2 separate regions of the Sus scrofa genome follow, and region 2 is linked to region 1. The links are chromatin contacts, called in public HiChIP or PLAC-seq maps. All regions are on one chromosome and are shown on one strand. The core of a region is the stretch at or near the end of the contact, and the rest is flanking DNA. Distances in the headings are between cores, read along the strand shown.

What was found. HiChIP or PLAC-seq counts read pairs in DNA pulled down with a chosen protein or histone mark.
Region 2: an H3K27ac HiChIP or PLAC-seq map of alveolar macrophages shows a contact between it and region 1. The contact joins the enhancer-like site here to the promoter of SCAI in region 1. A contact is called at or near these places in 1 of 5 promoter capture datasets (liver), 9 of 47 Hi-C or Micro-C datasets (alveolar macrophages, embryonic fibroblasts, epiblast stem cells and 4 more) and 2 of 2 datasets of contacts at active chromatin or transcription factors (alveolar macrophages and skeletal muscle).

The regions. Positions count from the first base shown.
Region 1 is chr1:265,862,640-265,870,014 of Sscrofa11.1, forward strand. It overlaps SCAI (protein SCAI), which reads right to left and starts at 4,460. Exons shown (of 18, transcript XM_021068616.1): 1 at 4,297-4,460; 2 at 3,534-3,578. The coding sequence starts at 4,349.
Region 2 is chr1:265,799,317-265,806,691 of Sscrofa11.1, forward strand. All of the region lies in intron 2 of SCAI (protein SCAI), which reads right to left. Among named protein-coding and RNA genes, the nearest start is that of SCAI, 64 kb to the right of the region's middle. Within about 2 kb of position 3,280, at least 1 of the 83 cell types and tissues checked has an H3K27ac peak or open chromatin away from gene starts, as enhancers often do. A contact at or near this core is called in alveolar macrophages, where this site is marked.

The sequences.
Region 1 (7,375 bases), core at 3,210-5,709:
CTGAACCAAGCCAAACCACTACCGAGCAGTATACCTAAACCCAGGTGTTTCAGCTCTTTGGAGAATGTTCACTGGTGTTACCAGAACCTGGACTGAGAAACAAACAAGAAGCAATCTTAGGGAGTTCCTGTCATGGCTCAGTGGTTAACGAATCCGACTAGGAACCATGAGGTTGCGGGTTCGATCCCTGCCCTTGCTCAGTGGGTTAACGATCCGGCGTTGCCGTGAGCTGTGGTGTAGGTCGCGGACGTGGCTCGGATCCCGAGTTGCTGTGGCTGTGGCGTGGGCTGGCAGCTACAACTCCAATTAGACCCCTAGCCTGGGAACTTCCATATGCCGCAGGAGCGGCCCAAGAAATGGCAAAAAAGACCAAAAAAAAAGAAGCAATCTTAGGAGTTCCCGCTGGGGCACGACGGGATCAGAGGCATCTTGGGAGCACTGGGATGGAGGTTCGATTCCCAGCCCAGCACAGTGGATTAAGGGCCTGGCATTGCTGCAACTGTCACAACTGTGGCTCAGATCTGATCCCTGGCCCAGAACTCCATGCCAAAGGGAGGCCAAAAAAGAAAAAAGACAAAAAGGCAATCTTTAAAAACTCACTATTATATTTACGATTGGGTTAACAAGTCCAATGAGAGAAATTTTTCTCTAAAAGCCAAAAAAAAATGTGCCTCTGTTGAACAACATGTGTTTGATTTTACAGACACCATGAATCTGGAAGTTGAGCTTTCTTTCCTTTTCTTTTTTTTTATTTTTGTCTTTTAGGGCCACACCCACAGCATATGGAAGTTCCCAGGCTAGGGGTTGAATTGGAGCTGTAGCTGCCACCCTAAGCCACAGCCACGCCAGATCCCAGCCACATCTGCAACCTCCACCACAGCTCAAGGCAACACCAGACCCACTAAGCAAGGCCAGGATCAAGCCCCCATCCCCATGGATGCTAGCTGGGTTTATTACCACTGAGCCACAACAGGAACTCCTCTTTTTTGCTTTTGTTCTAGGAACCTGAAAGCCAAATAGGAAACCTACCTTTAGTAACTATGCAGTACTTTCTAGTCTATATAACTTCACCGCTGAAGTTTTAAAGAGGTAGGAAATAAAAGGTATTTAGTAAGGGCTTTTTAATCTAAAATTTATCATATACTTTCTATGTGCCAGCACACTATACTAAGCACTTTATGACCCGATAAGGGTTGAACTATTACTATTTCCATTATACAGATGAAGGAACTTGCGCTCAGAGAGGTTTATTAACTTGTACACAATTTCATAACTTGTATTTGACAGACATAGGACTCAAATTCTGCCCAAACCATTATACTCAGGTGTAACGTAGAGAAGAGGAAGGTGAAGGAGAGAGGAGAAAGTCCACATGGGGAGTTCCCGTCATGGCGCAGCGGAAACAAATCCGACTAGGAACCATGAGGTTGTGGGTTCGATCCCTGGCCTCGATCAGTGGGTTAAGGATCTGGCATTGCTGTGAGCTGTGGTGTAGGCCAGTGGCTACAGCTCCAATTAGACCTCTAGCCTGGGAACCTCTATATGCCACAAGTGCAGCCCTAAAGACAAGAAAAGAAAAAGAAAGAAAGTCCACATGGAAGATGCGATGTTTGAGGGAAGTCAAAGTGAGAAGCTTGCCAAGGAGCAAGGAGAAAGCATTTCAGAGAGAAAGTGAAATCATGTGCAAGGACCTAAAGCAAAGAGAGAACACAGGTTCCAGGAACAGCAAACACAACACGGAGTTACATGCAGCCATTAATTCATTGTGAAGGGGCCACAAGAAAATTAATTCATTTAATACTAGACGTTTAGTCGATCCATTATTGAGAATCTCCATGGCCACAATACTAACCTGTGGCTGGAGAGATAGGAAGAAGTGAAATACAGGCAATCTCTTTTTATGATTACGCTAAAAACTCTAAATTATATTCAATCAACAATGGGGAACCACAAAAGGATCTTAAGCTTGAGAATTATAAGATCAGCTTGCACAGCATGGTCAAGCAATGATCTATTCAAGGTGGGGAAACTCAGTCAGGGGGCTACTCCAAAAGACTCCCAAGGTGGGTAATGACAGTTAAACAAGGGCTGTCAAAAAGAAATACAATGCCAGCCATACATGTCATTTTTGATTTTCTAGTTGCTATGTTAGAAAAAGCAAAAAGCAAAAAGTAAAAATAATGAGTGGTACTTTTATTCAAATATATCTTAAGCTTTAATATTCATGATGCAATTAATATAAAAAGTAGTAAGCAGAAATTTGACATGCATTTTTTTGTACTACTCTGAAATCTGGCGTGTTTTTTAATACCTTGGGCACGCCTCACTTTGGACATTAAATTTTCAGTGAAAAAATCGGAACCGTATTTAGATTTCATAATTTGGAGACGGAAAAGCAGATCCACGTATCCAAGTTGTTCCAGACACCTTAAACATTTCCCAGGATCAGTTTTTAAACTTAAATTAATTACGACTGATAATATTAAAAATTCAGTTCTTGGGTCATGCGAGCCACATTTTGGAGCATTTGACAACCATATACTGCTACCATACCGGGCAGTGCAGGCCTGAAGGGTGACAAAGGAACTGTGGCTCTTGACGACTTCCACTATCAGCATTGCCTATCTACCTACTTTTTTCTGCATATAAAGGTCAATAACTCAGCAAATATTAACTATTACAGTGGTCCTACCGGTCACATCCTCACTACTACAACTTATTTTCTCGAGGCCAATGCCCACATCCGTGAGAAAGGAATCTTTGAATGACCACACAGAACTGCTATGTACTACCTGACACGTGTGCTCAGTACTGTTTGTGGAACGGGATGTAGGCTCTTCTCTACTCACGAACAGTGCACTTGCTGCAGACTGCTTAAGCCCTTTGCTTCTATTTTCCGATGGTTTGATTATTTATTAGACTCTATGTAGAATGGGGGCAAAAAGCAATAAAGACAACCTATTTTCAATTGTATATTTATTAGGAGTATTATAGGATAATGGTTGAGAGCTTCAGTTCTGGAGTCAGGCTACCAAGATTCAAATCCTGGTTCTATCTTCATGAGATGTGTGTGTGTGATCTTGGGTAAATGCTTGACCTCTCTTGTGCCTCAGTTCTCTCTTCTGTAAAAAACAGTGACAATTGTACATACTTCCTTGAGGGGGTGCTTCGAGGATTACAGAATACAAATAAGCACCCACACTTCGTACCTGGCACATAGCAGATGTTTAATAAACATGAGCTTTTTAATGAAAGCTGGTGGAGAAGCTGAAGTCATGGCTAAAGGGAAAAAAACACGAGGTCTTCTCAATTACCTACATCTCTTCCCCACATAGTCTTGGATACCAAAAAAAGTGTACAGGTAGTACTTTGAAGTCCTCAAAAGAGAGAGCTTGCAGAGAGTTATATTCATTAAGAAAGGAGCTAAATAAAAAACTTCATCTACTGACAGTGTATAATTATGCAGTATAGCATAGGTGCAGCGAAGCAAATGGAAAAACACAGAGCAAAATTAGGAAGGTATTTTGCCTTACCTGCTTTTCCGTTTTCGAGGTGGTTTCTCCACTGTGCCAGTCAGTCTACAGACCAAACAGAGAAGATGGTAACTAAAAGTAACATACCAGGACACATCTGCGGGCCCTACTGTGCCAGTCAAGAACTCAATGCACCACCCTCCAGAACTACAGGCTCGCTAAACCCATACCTGACTTGACAAATGCCTTATGCTCCGCTTCCCCTATTTACCGAGACCAAGCAATCCTGGGATACACTGTTCCCCTAACGTCTGTTTAGCCCAAACCCTGCTTTGCCTCCTGGTCTCTCACTCCATCCTCAGATCCTATTCGTCACAGCCCAGCTCCCCAAAACCATCCACCACCACCCACTCATTGTCTGCCTCATCACCCCCGCAAGCCCCTCGGGCTTCCCCTTTCCCGTGCCCACCCGCTCTCGACCATGCACTGCCCCTCCGAGCCCCGCCCCTCCAGGCCCCGCGCACCCCGCATTCCATGGCCCCTCCGCCGGCTGCGCGCGCCCTGCCCCTCCCGGCCCAGCGCCCCCAGTCTCACCCCTCGGCGCCCCTTCCCTTACACGCCCCTCTCATCCGGCCTAGAAGATGCGATCGCCGCCCAGTCGTTCCGCCGCCCCGAAGCTTCTCCCGAATTCCCCGCAGCCTGAACCCCCCGCCCCTCCAGTCTCGGCGCCCCGAACGCTTCACGGCGCGAGCTGCTGCCCCTGGGCCCGCTCCCGCGCCCCCACCGCATCCCCAACCCCGACCTCCTCCCAGCCCCGCCCCACCTAGGGGCCAGGCGACTCCGCGGCTGCTGGGGCTGCCGGGCTCCTCTGACCATCCGGCTCCTGCTCCGCCGCGGGAGCTGCTCCGGCGGCCGCAGGGCTCGCTCGGGTAGCTGAGGCGGCGGAGGCTGGAGTAGGCGGAGAGGCGGGAGGAGGGCCTCGCGCCTCTGCCAGGCTTGCGGCGGGGCCCGCCTCCTCCGCGCCTCTCCTCGGCTCCCACTGGCTAGAGCCGTAGTGTGGCCGAGAGCCTGGCGGCCGATTGGACGCTCGGGCTGTCACATCCCACCGCCTAGAGTTTGGTTGAGACTGCAGGTGGCGGCGGAGGTGCCTTAGAGACTGCTAGCAGGGCCGGGGAGACCTAAGCGCCACCGTGCGGCCTAAAGTAGAAACTGCATCTCCGGCGCCCAGACACCTGCGGGCAGGTTTTCCTGGCTCAGAGTCCTGCATCCCACACACCTGCTGGCACCCCCTCCACTGCAACCAGGCCAGGACCAACAGCCAAGCGCTGCAATTTCCCAAACGCCTCTGGCAGGTGTGACAATGAGGTGAGTCTCCAAAATGAGCTTCATTTTGAACCATCTCGTATCCAGTTCCTGACTACATCATGGTGAAATGGTCAGAGCTCAGATACCATACCCTTCCTAGAGGATCCAGAAAGAAAACTTAAAAATCTATCAAAATGAAGCGTGGGTTAAATGCTCAATTCTCTGTATAAGAGATAACAAGCATGGGTGCAGGCGTCCAAAAAAGCAAGAGATTTTTTTTTTAATTACCAAGAAAGGAAAATCAACCCTTCAAACAGAATTGATGCAGTTAGCAATAACAATGTGTACCGTTTTCAGAGGCCGAAATAGAATGTGTTGCTAACTGTCCAATGATACTGCAGATTGTGACTTCTACTCCAGCTAATCAATTTTTTAAAATTCCCTTGCATTTTTAGTGTTGACAGACCTAAGCCTGCAAGACTACCAGCACATAAACATAATACATCAGTTAGCTTTTTTCTACTTTAACAAGGCCACCCTTGAAAATAAGACATAACTGATTAACATATGTACAAAATTCTTCCTCTAAAGTGGAATCTCCTTCAGCCTTTCTGCATTCCCCTGGGATTTTTGTTCTGTAGATCTTTGGTATCTTTTTGGAGCTGGAAGGAGGCATAAAACTTTCTTTTAAGCTCATGTTTTATTAGAACACACTTTTACACGTCAAAAATGTGACGTCTTCGAGTTGTACACACCAAAAAGTTGGGGACAAGTCTCTTACTGATCTTCACAAATGGCAAAAATGAGACTGCTTTTCATAAAGCCAAATTTATTTGGTATAAAGGGATGTCCTCTGCGATGGCTCTTTTTACATCTTTTGATGTTAAAACTGACCTTCCTTCTATGAAATAGTAAACTATAATAGGACTTCTAAAATGGCTTTGACGGGGGAAAAAAAAGGTTGAACATCTGTTGGCTCCCCAATATTTTACATAATCCTAAAATTACAGAACCACAAATAGCCTCAATCCCAACCAACAATATCCACCCTTATTATCACCAAGCTAGAAAAGGGAAAGAACCCCCAAATAGTTTGTCAAAGAAGACTGGGGGAGGTGGGGTAGGAAGAGTGCTGGTGGGGAGGATCAACTTACTGACACTAATCTTGAATATCACTCATTATGTTTCTTAAAGTATGAATGAAAATCACCCGCCTAGCTTTCAAGGTTTTTCACAATTGGCCAACCCCTCTCTGATACATGGTATTGTCAACAGAGCTGCAGCTATTTATTTCTTACGCTTTCCCAAGCACCCTTACATTCCATCTCCCTATCATCTCCAAGTTCTAGTAACCCCTGCTTCTTTTACTGTATAAGAAATGCACAGCCCCTTGTTCTAGTGCGTTAATTCACACTTCCTCTTCCTAAGTCTTCCCCAATTTCCCCATCCTACATTTCCTTCTCCACATTTGTTGTACTTAAATAAACTACACTATGTCAGCAATTATATATTGCCTTGGATTATTTTTATTTCCCAACTACGTGGAATGTGGGCAAATGTATGTAAGTGTGCCCTCAATAAATGGCAGTTTTGGGCCGAGGATTGGGCTTTTTCTGTGTGCTATCTTTAATCCTAAAATCAACACTGTATGGTATTCTCTTATTTTAGACACAGATTTTTTTTGTTTGTTTTGGCTTTCTTTTTAGGGCCACACCCACGGCACATAGAGGTGCAGGCTAGGGGTCGAATTGGAGCTACAGCTGCTAGCCCACGCCAGAGCCACAGCAACGAGGGATCCAAGCCGCATCTGCGACCTACACCACAGCCCACTTCAATGCCAGATCCTTAACCCACTAAGTGAGGCCAGGGATCGAACCCGAAACCTCATGGTTCCTCGTCAGATTTGTTTCCGCTGCACCACAATGGGAAGTCCAAGATGTACTATTCTAGGATGCTCTAGAGGCTCCAAGTTCCAGCTCTCCTGTGCAACCTTGGCAAGTTACCTATTCTAATACCAAGCCCGTTTCCTCATCTGAAGAAGAAAAAAAAAAAAAGAGGTACTACAGTCAGAGCCATAGTACGGGTGGCACAAAATAGGCCATTTATCTAAGTGTGCTCAATAAATGTTAGCTGCTATTACTGCCTGGCAGAGCGGAGGGTTTTACCTAGATTGACCCCAAAGACTTTATTTTCTCCACTATTCCATGATGCCTCCATTCCCATTTATATAAAAAGAAAAGTACTGGAGTTCCCATCGTGGCTCAGCAGTTAGCAAACCTGACCAGCATCCATGAGGATGCGGTTTCAATCCTTGGCCTCCACCAGCGAGTGGGTTAAGGATCCAGCTTTGCTGCACACGCAGCTCAGATTCCGCATTGCTGTGAGTCTGGTGTAGGCCAGCAGCTGAAGTTCTGACTGGACCCCTGGCCTGGGAACCTCCGTATCCCTCTGGTGCAGCCCAAAAAGATGAAAAGAAAAGTACTGAGAATAGTGGGTGCTCATGGATTAAGTGGAATATACTTATATAGTAAGTATTTTGTTGATACAAAAAAATTCATAAATTTCATGCATTTTTGAATTACGAAAACATTTGCATG
Region 2 (7,375 bases), core at 2,030-4,529, 65 kb before region 1:
TCAGCAACCTGAATGTCCCTCAACAGATGAATGGATAAGGATGTGATACTTAGATACCACGGATTACTACAATAAAAAGAATGAAATACTGACGTTTGCAGCAACATGGCTGGACCTAGAGATTATCACACTAAGTGAAGTAAGTCAGACAGAGAAGGACAAATACCATATGACATCAGCTATATTCAGAATCTGAAATATGACACAAGCTTAATTATAAAACAGAAGCAGACTCACAGACATAGAAAACAAACATGGTTACCAAAGAGGAAAGGGAGTAGAGGAGAGAGAAATTAGGAGTATGAGATTATATACAATAGATAAACAACAAGGTCTTACTGTACAGCACAAGGCACTATATTTACTATCTTGTAGCAATAATCTATAATGGAAAAGAATCTGGAAGGAAAATATGTAGCTGAATCACTTTGCTTATACACCTAAAACGGACACAACATTGTAAATCAACTGTACTTCAATTAAAAAATAAATAAATAGTAAAAAGAGGAAGTATGAAATTTTTAAAAGGTGAAAAACAAAGTGATGGGCATACAAAAAATACACAGAGAGTTCCTGTGGTAGCGCAGTGGTTAACGAATCTGACTGGGAACCATGAGGTTGCGGGGTTCAGTGCCTGATCTTGCTCAGTGGGTTGACGATCCGGTGTTGCCGTGAGCTGTGATGTAGGTCGCAGACGCGGCTCGGATCCTGTGCTGCTGTGGCTCTGGCGTAGGCCGTCGGCTATAGCTGCAATTCGACCCCTAGCCTGGGAGCCTCCATGTGCGGCGGGAGCGGCCCAAAAAATGGCAAAAAGACAGAAAAAAAATATATATATATAGTAATGACTGGAGTTGAGTGTGTCCTAGAACCAGCGTCTTTGCTAGGGGCAGTGTAAATTGGTGCAGACCTTTGAGACTCACAGTGGATACTGAGCAACACGTACATTCTTTCATTAGACTCAGCAATTACATCCCTGGAAGCTTTTCTTAAGGAACATATTAACCATCATTACTGATAAATTACTCATAACTGGTAAAGAACTGCTGGCCCGTCTCACCCACCACTCACACGATTACCTATTCTCCAACCACACTGAGACACGTACAAGTCTCTGAACCAGTCCTGCTCATACAACATTACAATTTGGCCTATGCTGTTCACCTGGAGACTTGTATGCATATTTCAAGATATTATTCAAATGGCATCTTTTCAGTAAAACCTTTCTTGAAAAATCTAATCTCTCGCTGGCACTTAACATATTATCAGGTCAGCATTTCCGTAAAATGTTATACATATAAAAATTGATGGTTAAAAAAAAAGTTTGTTTCACCCTCCAGACCTACACTGTCCAAAACTGGAGTCACTGGCTACATGCGGCTTCTTAGCCCTTGAAACATGGCTACTCTAAGTTGAGAGGTGTTGTAAATGCAAAATACATCAAAATTAGAAAACTTAGTATGAAAACAAGGGATATAAAAATCTCATTAATTTTTATATTGTGACATGTCTAAATAACAATATTTTGGTTATTCAATAAAATATACTATTAAAATTAATTTCATCTATTTCTCTTTAATGTGATTATATTTCCATCTAATAGATATAAAACTGTCAATATTCATAGATAATACAAACTTCTCCATTGAAATTTCAAAAGAACGTAGAGATTAAGTATTAGAATTAATCAGTGAGTTTAGCAAAGTTACGGGATATGATGTGAATTATAAAAAGCCCAACCATATTTCTAGCCCCAAGAACAAATAATTAGAAGTGAAACTTTAAATAAAGAAAAATTATATCATTTATAAGAGCATCAAACAAAAACAAGTAATTAGAAATAAACATAATGCAAATGTGGAAGATCTCATCACAGAAAACTGTGAAACTCTGAGAGGTAAAAATTAAAGAAGATTTAATAGAAAAGTAAGAATATGGAGTTCCCATTGTGGCGCAATGGTTAACGAATCCGACTAGGAACCATGAGGTTGCGGGTTCGGTCCCTGCCCTTGCTCAGTGGGTTAACGATCCGGCGTTGCCGTGAGCTGTGGTGTAGGTTGCAGACACGGCTCGGATCCTGCGTTGCTGTGGCTCTGGCATAGGCCGGTGGCTACAGCTCCGATTGGACCCCTAGCCTGGGAACCTCCATATGCCGCGGGAGCAGCCCAAGAAATAGCAACAACAACAACAACAACAACAAAAGACAAAAAGACAAAAAAAGAATATGCCATGCTTTTTTATTTTTTATTTTTTGGTCTTTTTTGCCTTTTCCAGGGCTGCTCCCGCGGCATATGGACGTTCCCAGGCTAGAGGTCGAATCGGAGCTGTAGCCACCAGTCTACGCCAGAGCCACAGCAACGCGGGATCCGAGCCACGTCTGCAACCTACACCACAGCTCACGGCAACACCGGATCCTTAACCCACCGAGTGAGGCCAGGGATCAAACCCGCGACCTCGTAGTTCCTAGTCGGATTCATTAACCACTGCGCCAGGACGGGAACTCCAGAACATGCCATGCTTTTTAACTCAAAAGTTTCAAAATTATAAAGACATCAATTCTCCCTAAATTGACCTATAGATTTAATGCAGTACTAATCAAAATCTTAAGTTTGTGATAAAGGAAAAACTGGCTCTATAATTTATATGGGAATACCAAGAGCCAAAAGCAGCTAAAATAACCTTAAAGAATAACAAGATGGAAGGGCTTATTCCACTGGATTTCGAGACTTCTGTAAAGCTGCAGGGCTGAAGGCTGTGGTATTGGTGCAGGAAGAGAAAAACAGATCAATACAACAGAACAGAGAGTTGAGAAATGATCCACATGTACGGGGATCCTTGATATGTAACAAAGGTGGTAGTGAGGCAACCAGAAAAAATAGTTTATTTAAAAAAAGAAAGAAAGGGGAAATAGCAACAACAACAACAACAACAACAACAACAACAACAAAAAAGACAAAAAAAAAAAAAAGAAAGAAAGGGGAAAAGAGCTAGTGCTGGGTCAACTGGATATCTAAATTAGAAGAAAAACCATGAATCTTGACTCCGACCTACATCATACACAAATGTAAATTCTAGGTAGACTGTGGATATAAACATAAAAGGTAAAACAAAATAGTTACGTTATGATAATATAAGGCTATCCCTATGACCATGGGGTAAAAAAAGATTTCTTAAACAGATTACCAAGAAAAATTGGATAGTTTTAAAAATCAAATACACAGTGTGTTCATCAAAAAACACCATTAAGGAGTTCCTGTTGTGGTTCAGTGGGTTGAGGAAGTGGGTTTGATCCTTGGCCTCTCTCAGTGCGTTAAGGATCCAGTGTTGCCATGAGCTGCAGGGTAGGTCACAGATGTGGCTAAGATCCCACATTGCTGTGGCCGTGGCGCAGGCCAGCAGCTGCAGCTCTGATTCAACCCCTAGCCCAGGAACTTCCATATGCTGCAGGTGGGGCCGTTAAGAAAAAAAAAAAAAAAAAAAAAGATACCATTAAGAGAGTGAAAAGACAAGCCACAGAGGAAAGGAAGTTATTCGCAATATATATTTGACAAAGGGTTTTTAACCAAAATAATAACTGAAGAACCTCTACAAGTCAGTAAGAAAAGGCAATCAAATAGTCCAACAAAAAAAGGAGAGGGTGAGGGTGAGCAAAAGCCTTGAGCATACGTTTCACAAAAGGGGATGACCAAATGAAAGGGTGGTGACTTTCATTAGTCATCAGAGAAGTGTAAGTTAAAGTTAAAATGACAGATCTACCAGAATGTCTCAAATGTTTTTTAAAAACCTGATAACCCCATGTGTTGAAAGAAATGTGCAGCAATAGAAACTACTAAAAAAAGATTTAGCAATATCTACTAATGTATACGCAGCCACTAGGAATATACCAACAGATATGCACTGGGTATGCACCAAAAGACATTAACATGAATGTTCATAGAAGTAAAATCTGTAACTACCAAAATCTGGAATCAAGTATCTATCAATAGTGAAATAGATAAATAAGTGGAATATTATAGTGTAATGAAAATGAACCCACTACAGCTACCTGCAATACCATGGATGAACCCAGCACACTGTTGAGTGAAAGTAGGAAAACCCAAAAGAATACATAAGGTACAAAACAAATAAAAACTAAACTATGGTAATTGACAAACTGATCAAGATAATGGTTCCTTTTAGGGAGGAAGCAGGAAATAAGAGGAATGCTAGAAATATTTCATTTCTTGACCTGGAGTTAACACTGTGAAAATTCATTGAGCTACACAGTTATTATGTGAAGAGAAAGAAGAGGGAAGATGAACATCTGACTCACGTGGTTTTACAAATAAGTTTTGCCACTGAAAAAAACAGGTAACTTCCCTTCCAACATTCATTTTAATGTATACTTCCCTTCCGACATTCATTATAATGAGCTAACTTAACCCTGACACCAAAGGGAAGGACAATATAAAGAAGCAAAATTACAAGCCAAGCTCCATATTATACAAACAGTTGTCATGGCCTCAAATGCTTATAGTATTAATAGATCATGGATAATTGAAACTTTAATATAAAACTGTGAATACAATTTCACAAATGCAATTTCACTGGTTTCCTTAAAAATAAATGGTAGATTAAGACATGAATGAAATACATATATCTATCAATTATGTGGGGAAAAATACATTTGATCATGTACAAACAAGGCTGGTTCTATAGACATTTATGGAAAGCATGTATGTAACCATACCACATGGGTAACAATAAAAGTGGAGACAAAGAGGAGTTCCCTCTGTGGCACAGAGATCAGAAGCATCTCTGGAGCACCAGAAGATGGGTTCAATCCCCAGCCTGGCTCAGTGGGTTGAGGATCTGGCATTGCCACAGCCGTGGCGTGCTTGCAGCTGCAGCTGGGATCTGATCCTTGGCCAGGGAACTCCGTATGTCACAGGGCAGCCAAAAAAAGTAGAGACAAAGAAAAAAAGACATACTTTGTTGAGGGTTGAATTGCATCTCCCCCAGCCAAAAAAGTATGTTGAAGTCCTTACCCCTTGTACCTCTCAGTGCGAGCTTATTTGGAAATAGTGTGTTTGTAGATAGAATTAAGATGTAAGTTAACACGAAATCATATTCCAACAGAGTGAGTCTGAACTCCAGTATGACCGGTGTCCTTATAAGCTGAGGAAAAGAGACACAGAGACAAACACCCACAGAGAGGAGAATGCCATGTGAAGACAGAGGGAAGACAGCCAAACGAAGAAAGAGACAGAGATTGGAGCTCTTCGTAGCTACAAGCCAAGGAACGCCGAAGAACCACCAGAAGCTAAGCAAAAGGCACAGGACCAATCTTGCCAACACTTTGATGGCTGTATGGTCTCCTGTGTGTGAGAGCACAAATTTCTGCTGTTTTAAGCCACCCAGTTTGTGGTAATTTATTACAGCAGCCCAAGGACACACAATTGTACATATACCAACGTCTGTATAGGACAGAGTCCTAACACTTTACAAAATGGGCACATGAGCAAAAGAGCACCGAATGCAGACGACTGCTCAAGGACTTGTTCTGCAAAACACAGGACATCTGGCAAGTTACAGACCTGCTTCGTTGACAATTTCTTTTTAGAGGCAGTCTTGACAAAGCAACACGAGAAATTGCTTTGGATTTAATTCTGAGTAAGTGGTTGGCAATATGAAAGTATGAACGAAATCAGAGAAAATTATATATGACAGATAACATCAAAACAGGAAGCACAATGCAATGTCAGAACAGAGTGGAAAGGGCCCTGGATTAAGACAGAAGTAGCATTCCTATTCCAAATACTTCCTAGTTTTGTGACGGTAAACAAATAAAAAACTGTAGCTAACACTTTGAGTTGCAGGTTTTTAATCTACAAAAACAAGCAATTTACACTTGTTCTGCCTAGCTCAGATAAGGGGTTGTGAAGAGAGAACGAGAGGATGTAGGTGTGAAAGGAGTCGGAAAACACTACATAATGTACACTATCACCGTCATTATTCCGCAGTTTAGTAATGTTTCAAAAAGATAGGGAACGACCCTGTGATTAGACCAAAAGAAACAGGCTGAGGAAGGAATGGAATATACATGAAATGACACCAAAATACAATACAAGATTTATTCTGACCAAGAGAAGGTATAGAAATCACACGGTAGAAAAGAGATCATTGTCTGATACATTCAGATATTTTAAAAGACAGGTAAAAAGATGGTATACTTAAGTATCAGCATTAGAGAGTGTCACACACATGTTTGCTCAGCTATCAAAATGGAACATTAATCATAGCTTCCAGGAGTTCCCATTGTGGCTCGGTGGTAACAAACCCAACTAGTATCCACGAGGACACAGGTTTGATCCCTGGCCTTGCTCAGGGGGTTAAGGATCTGGTGTTGCTGTGAGTTGCGGTGTAGGCCGGTGGCTACAGCTCGGATTCAACCCCTAGCCTGGGAACTTCCATATGACGTGGAACCAGCCCTACAAAGACAAAAAAAAAAAAAAAAAGCTTCTTCATAAAGTTATTGGGCAATAAAATGAACTAATGGATATAAAATTGCCCTGCAAATTATAATTCACTTTAAAATTATTTTTAAAATGTTATAAGTGCACCCAAAACAGAACATAAATTGAAAAATACCAAGTACAGAAAAAATGTTGAGTTTGTGTCTGTGCGGGGGGTGATGATGATGGTTTTACTGTATTTAGTGTAAAAGGAACAAGGAGCTACTACTTGGTCAGATGGTGTTCTTATAATATGAACCAAACAGAGTGCAAAGCATCTTCACATACCACAGTTAGCAGAAAACTACCTGCAATTATACAGAGATTATTTTCTGAGAATAATTCTTCTGAATTACTCCAACATGTGACTGCAGTTAAGTTCCAAGCTGTATTAATGACTGAAAGGGCATTCCCTGGTGGTCTAGTGGTTAGGAGTTGGTGCTTTCACCACTGCAGCCAGGTTCAATCCCAGGTTTGGGAACTGAGATCCCACATCAAGCTACTGGGTGCTACACCAAAAAAAAAAAAAAAATTAAGAGAAATCCATAGGTACCAAACTTCTCTTAGTTCCAGATATAAAGAAACTGAATGAATTGAGGGCAAAGAGAGGTGAAGGAAAAAAAAAGCCAATGGCGTCAGAGCACAGAGCAGTGCTGATACACATGTAGCCAGAAGGCCATTTGAAAGATATTGTCAGAGTTCCCACTGTGGCACAATGAGATCCAAGATCTCTGGAGCACTGGGGGTGCAGGTCCGACCCTCGGCCTTGCACAGTGGGTTAAAGGATCCCATGTGGCGTGAGTTGCAGCTGCAGCTCGGATCTGATCGCTAGACCAGGAACTCCACATGTTATGGGGCAAAAACAAACAACAAAAAACAAAACA